2 separate regions of the Mus musculus genome follow, and region 1 is linked to region 2. The links are chromatin contacts, called in public HiChIP or PLAC-seq maps. All regions are on one chromosome and are shown on one strand. Each heading gives the region's core, a stretch centred on a gene start, on an enhancer-like site or on the middle of the called end of the contact. The rest is flanking DNA. Distances are from core to core; before and after follow the strand shown.

Region 1 (3,015 bases), core at 268-2,767, 130 kb before region 2:
GAGGAGTCTCTGGCTGCCAGTGACATCACTGATAGGAGCATCCAGTGACATCACTGGCAGGAGCATCCAGTGACATCACTGACAGGAGCATCCAGTGACATCACTGGTAGGAGCATCCAGTGACATCACTGATAGGAGCATCCAGTGACATCACTGATAGGAGCATCCAGTGACATCACTGGCAGGAGCATCCAGTGACATCACTGACAGGAGCATCCAGTGACATCACTGATAGGAGCATCCAGTGACATCACTGATAGGAGCATCCAGTGACATCACTGATGTGAGCATCCAGTGACATCACTGGTAGGAGCATCCAGCACTAGGCTTAGGCACAGAGAAAGGGTCACCAGTCTGCCTCTGCCTGTAGGTCTCTGACCAGCAGGGACTCCTTTTAATAAAAGATTTATGAATTAGTTATGCATATCAGCGGTTGCCTGCACATATGTAAATGTCCCATGTGTATGTCTGGTGCTCACAGAGGCCAGAAGAGGGTGTTAGATCCCCAAGAACTGGAGTTGCAGGGAGTTATAAGCTGACACGTGGGTGCTGAGAATTGAACCCAGGTCCTCCCTCTACAAGAGTGACTTGCGCTCATCTCTCCAGGCCCCACAGGTGCTCTTGGTGAGTCCCCCACTGTCTCGGGCTGTAGAATTAAGGATGCGCAGTCCCTGGCTCAGATTGTTCTGTGATTGATTCCAAGTGATAGTCTCTGGAGAACAGCCCTGGTACTCAGTGAGTGACCCAGCTTCGGGCTTTGAATGTCCAGTACAATAGGAAAAGCGACTAGACACTTCTGCTTTGTACCTGCTGGGAGAGGAGAACCAACTGTCTCCTGTCATTAAGTAGGATTTCAGCTGAGAGAATTTCACAGGTACCTCTGACCCATGTGGGCAGGTTCTACTCTAGCTGTAGCTTGCTGAGTGGTCTTACCGAGAGAGCGTGTGGATGCTACGGGGAGCTTGCTGCGTCTACAGAGAGGATCATGCAACTGGTTCCACTCCTGTTTGCTCCGTACTATTATCATGAAAACATGCCAATTTTGCCAGGTGTTATCTTTTTTTTCTTAATACTTATCTGTGATTATTTTTTATGTGCATGCATGTGAGCCTGCATTTGCTTATGTACACCAAGGGTGCACAGGAACCTGTGGGGGCCAGACAGTATCAGGCATCCGGGAACTCTGTTCCAGGGGTTGGGAGCCACCATGCAGATGTTAGGGACTAAACCCAGATTCTCTGCAAGCGCAGCAAGCTCTCTGTACTGAGCCATTTCTCCAGCCTCCAGGAGTTTTCTTGTGTGGTGAGGGAACCCCCACCCCAGCTTTTCTTACCCTCGAGTCTATTGACATCTTGTAGTATGCTTTTCTCATTGGATCCTGCAATACTGCTGCTTACAAGTCGATGATGGGGCAGTGAGCTGAAATGCCTGGAATTACCCCTCCCCTCCAGAGACAGGGTGTCTGTCTATGTTAAATGCACCTTTAGTACTTTACCAGGAAGTGGTTGGCTCTCTCTCAGTTGTCACTTCCTGCTGTTTACATTTTTGTGGAGAGGAAGAAGTGAGAGCCCAGGGCCTTCTTGGGTCTCTTCTGAGCATGCACCCTCTGTCAGCACACAGCCATGAGGAACCTGCTGGAATTTGAAGTGTCTCCATGAACAGTTTGGTGGCTGCTGTCTTCCCCTGCTCTCCGCCTGCTTCATGGAGCTTCTCTTCCTGGGCTTTCTCCTAGGCTTTTTGGTTAGCTCATAGTTTGTTCAAAATGTGGTTCACCGGAATCCAGCGGGTGAATCCGTAACGTCTTACCGTTTCAAAACAAAACAAAACAAAACAAAAAAACAAAACAAAATCTTCCACATTAGGTCAAATGAAGGCAACCTTGCAAGTAGAGTCACTCCAGGACAGAGTAACTACAGTTTCCTGGTGATGAGGCACTGTCCCCTCAGGGAGAGGCCCGGCTGCTGACTCTAGGCTGGGTGATGAGAAAGCTATGGAAATGCATCCGGTTAAAATGCTGCCAGGCGCTCCACAGTCACTCTCTCCCTGGAATTTTGCAGATCTGTGCTGGATTTCCAGAAGCCTGAGAAAAGTCAATTTGGGCATCTTTGCTAGTTTTGTCATGACTTTTGCTGAATCGAGAATTCTCCATTCTTGCTGATATCCATGTGACTTCCTCGTAGTTTTAGCAGGGAAATCTGAGATCCCACCTGTGAGGGTGACACAAAGTTTCCCCCTTTAAAAAAAACTTATGTATGTTTAAAAAAAGAAAAAAAAAAGTTGAGAAGCCCAGCCTGGAAAAGCTCTGTGCATGATTCTAACAGCACGATGCTCTGGAAAAGGCGAAGTGAGAGAGATCATGGCGCTGTTAGTGACTGACCTCAAGGGGCAGGGGCAGCTTGTCTTCCCAGGAGACAGCCATTGGTAGGGGTGAGGGCCTAACCCCAGGGCACAGGGCACAGGGGCTGAAGATATAATTGCCATTCATCTCTTGATTTGAGAATCTGCCCAGTGGTATAGCCACTGGCATGGCTGGTCCCAAGGGAGTTTGGTTGCAGAGACCGACCTGCCAGGCTTTTGTGCTAAAGTCAGAGGCCCTTGATGTATTATTCAGGTACTGATCAATGGCAGAGGCAGATCCATTCTCCACCGGTCCTCCTGGCTGGGGGCCTCTGGTGTGTTAGAAGCAACTGCAGCTGTCTGAAACATCTGCTGAGCTGCAGCCTCAGCTCCAGGCCATGGCTACCAGAGAAACATTCGAACCCATGGCCTGCTTCTCAGGCTGCTCTGACCTCTGAGTCCTCTGGGAGAAGCGGCTGTTCCCAGCCTCAGAGGAAAGGAAGGGTGGTCTCAGGCTTCACCCATGTTCTGTCTCTGTGTCCAGAAGTAGCTGTCATCAAAGGGGGACGCACTTGGGAGTTAGAAATAGCTGTCAGGGACTTGCCAGACCCTCAGGGTGCAGCAGCTGCCTGAAGTCGTTGTTTGCTGCCCCTGGGCTGGGTGACTGTAGCTGAATCA
Region 2 (3,154 bases), core at 219-2,718:
TAAAAGTGATTGTTTACATTATACTAATGGCTCTGTGATTTCTAATAATCAGTAAGACTGGATCACTATCCTGGGAAATCAAAGGGAGGCTATCCCCTGGGTGAGGATGCCAACCTGCCTAAGATCATCTATCTCTACAGCATGGCCTCCAGCCTGTGGGGCTGCTGGGATGGGGACAGTGGGCCTAACAGGAAGTGAGTCCACTCAGGGGCCTGGCCTTGGGGATATTGGTTCACACTCTGAGTGCCACGACATCCCAGAGGCAAACCAATACAGCTGAGCAGCTGAGACTGGCCTCAATGAAAACTACCAACCACACAAACCTTTCCTGCTTTTAAAGTGTTTGCCTCAGGTGTTTCGTCACAGCAACATAACGCTGTCCAACACACCTGTTTCTTCTACGATTTATTGCTGGGTACTAACATCCAACAGCTATTTCATTCCGTAACAGTTCTACGGATCAGAAACCCGACACGGAGCAAGAATCTTCTGGAAAGTCATTCAATCACATACCTGGCTCCTGGGCTGGGTCACATGGACAGGGCCCAGCTGAGTCTGGGTGCCCAAACGCCTGCCCAGGAATAACTCCAGCTCCTGTTTCTTTTGGCACAGTGACCCCAGAGTGCCCAAGTGTCCAGGCAGAACCTCTTTGGCCACTTAAAGCCCACAATGCAGCTGGCCAGCCTCGCTCTTCCAGGCTTGTTCTTCCACATACTAAAGCTCTTGCCTTCCGTTTCCTCTTTTCTCTATAGTGGGACCTTTATTATCACGATGAACTTAGATTAATTAATATTTCCTGTCTTGTCCAGGGGCTGCTAAAGTGGGAGCTTAAAAAACAAAACGTATTGTTTTGTACATAAGACAAAAGAAGCTCAGAGAAGTTAAGCCTCTTGCCTGAGGTCACACAGCTGGGATGCACGGAGCTAGGATTTTAACCTACTGGTCTGGTTCCTCCTTCAGGTTCTGGTCCTCTTACTAGCTGCCTTTCTTTCCAGATAATCACTCACTCTGGGACCCCGAGGCTCTCAACCCCCCTTCTCCTTCCTCTTGCTCTCTGCCACCTCCTCCCTTCTTCTCTCCTCTCCCTGCCTTTCCTCCGGAGAGATCCTAGACTGGTCTTGAGGAAGGTCAGCTTCCTTTGAGCAGACAAAGCTTATTTCGCTGGCTCTGGTTTCTGGAGGAAGCCCTGCTCCCATAGCCTTTAAAATTTATTTATCTAATTAAAAGAAAAAATCTTTCAGCAGCCAACACGCTTGGAGAGTTCATATTTAACCAATAACCCATCAGGCGGGCTGCGGACTCCAGGAGCATCCCGCCTGGGCCCTGGGGGGTGGGGGTGGGGGGGCGGGGAGGGGGAGGGGGAGGCGGGGCAGCCAGAGCATGCATCCACCGCTGAGCTGTCTCTAGCCATGGGCACCCCAGGCAGTGGCAGCCTCCGCAGCCAGCTGCGTTTCCGGCCAGTGAACCTGCCGCTCAAAGTCTCTTTTTTAATTAAGTCTATCTCAGGCGGCCGGAGCACGTGGGCAAACTTCTGTCTACTTCACTGCGACGCCCAAGCATAGCCCCGTTCCCTTTCTAAGAATAGAATCGGGAGATGGAGGGGAGGAAGGAGGCTGGAATCTAAAAATGAATTTGAAGCCCAGAGCAAAACAACCCAGCCCCGAGAAGGGAGAATAAGCTGCATGCAAAAGCGTACACACATACACACACACACACACACACACACACACACACACACACACACACACACACACACTCACACACACACACACACACACACGGGGGGCGGGGGGGGGGATGCTGTCTGCTGCCATCCAGGCGGGACTGGCAGTCAGGTCTGGCACCCTGCCCAAGTGTCTGGCAGGCATGGGGTGGCGGGTGGCACTGTTCATGCCAGGAGCAGCAGCTGGGGATCCCGGGGGAGTCGGGACTGTCTTCTGGGCTGATTGGTTTCCCCAGACAACAGAGGTGAGTCATGGGGTTGTGGGCTGGGCTCAGGGGTGCCTGACAGCCCCAGATGGAGCTCAAAGTTCCAAGGACTCAGAAGCCTGAATGCGTCTTCTAAAAATGGGTTGAGGCTCGGACACTAGGAGATTCCACCCCACTGCGATCTGTAGAGGGAGAAGAATGGGCCGGCGCTGTTCAGGGACACTAGGAGCAATTGATGGCACTCTTAGCTGCTGATAGCATTTCAGCAATGAGGCTATGAAGTGCTTGTCCAGTCTCAAGAAGACATGGTTTTCTCCTCAGCACCTCACAAGAGCAGGCCTGTAACCCCAGAGGTGGGAGGTGGAGGCAAGAGGATTAGAGGCCCAAGGTCACATGCCTGTAACCCTAGCCCTCTGGAGGTGGAGGCAGGAGGATCAGAATTTTAAGGTAAATCCCCTGCTATATATCAACTTTGAGGCCAGTATTGGCTACAAGAAGTCCTCTTCAACCAAACATATACATACACATATGTACATGTGTATACACACACATACAACATTTCAAAAGCAATACTAATTAATCTCGAGGCTACTGTTTTCTGCAAGTTCACCCTGTGCTTGGCACTTCTTTTGAATATTTTGTCTCAGCCTCACAGTGTGTCATGTGTTCTTACCCTACTGTGAGGAAACTGAGCCCTAGGGTTGTGGCAGGCTCTAGTTCACACTCGGGCTGAGGTACACCAGGGTCTGGACCACTGGTACACTGGCTTCAAAGCCTGTGATGGCTCATCTTGGTTGTCAACTTGACCACATCTGGAATTAGCTGAACCCCAAGATGTTAAGCATGCCCGTGGGGGGCGCTTTTAAAATCAGATTATTTGAAGCAGGAAGACCTATTCCAATCTGGGTCACACCTTCTGGTGGCTGCGCACAGAAAAGGACACGGAAGACAGAAGCTTTGCTTTTTGTCCGGCTTGCCCCCCACTCTTTGCTAGCAAGACCATCGATCCTGTTGCTGCAGCCAACACTAAATCCAGTTTCTCCAGGATTCCAACTGAAGTCAAGCAACTCTTCAATAATTTTCCCGACTCCTCAACCAGGCTGCAACAGCTGAGACCCAACCTTGTGGACCAAACGGCTACAGGATTCTCAGTGTTTCTATTGAAAGACAGCCATGTTGGATACACAGGGCCCTTATCTTAGTCAATAAATTCTCTTTTATCGGT

Evidence for each region. HiChIP or PLAC-seq counts read pairs in DNA pulled down with a chosen protein or histone mark.
Region 1: an H3K27ac HiChIP or PLAC-seq map of regulatory T cell precursor shows a contact between it and region 2, with 3 times the contacts expected there. The contact joins two enhancer-like sites. A contact is called at or near these places in 5 of 115 datasets of contacts at active chromatin or transcription factors (double positive thymocytes, embryonic midbrain, fibro-adipogenic progenitors and 2 more).

The regions. Positions count from the first base shown.
Region 1 is chr2:173,435,298-173,438,312 of GRCm38.p6, reverse strand. No RefSeq gene overlaps it. Among named protein-coding and RNA genes, the nearest start is that of Gm14642, 42 kb to the right of the region's middle. Within about 2 kb of position 1,517, at least 68 of the 459 cell types and tissues checked have an H3K27ac peak or open chromatin away from gene starts, as enhancers often do. A contact at or near this core is called in regulatory T cell precursor, where this site is marked.
Region 2 is chr2:173,306,080-173,309,233 of GRCm38.p6, reverse strand. No RefSeq gene overlaps it. Among named protein-coding and RNA genes, the nearest start is that of Gm36859, 16 kb to the right of the region's middle. Within about 2 kb of position 1,468, at least 147 of the 459 cell types and tissues checked have an H3K27ac peak or open chromatin away from gene starts, as enhancers often do. A contact at or near this core is called in regulatory T cell precursor, where this site is marked.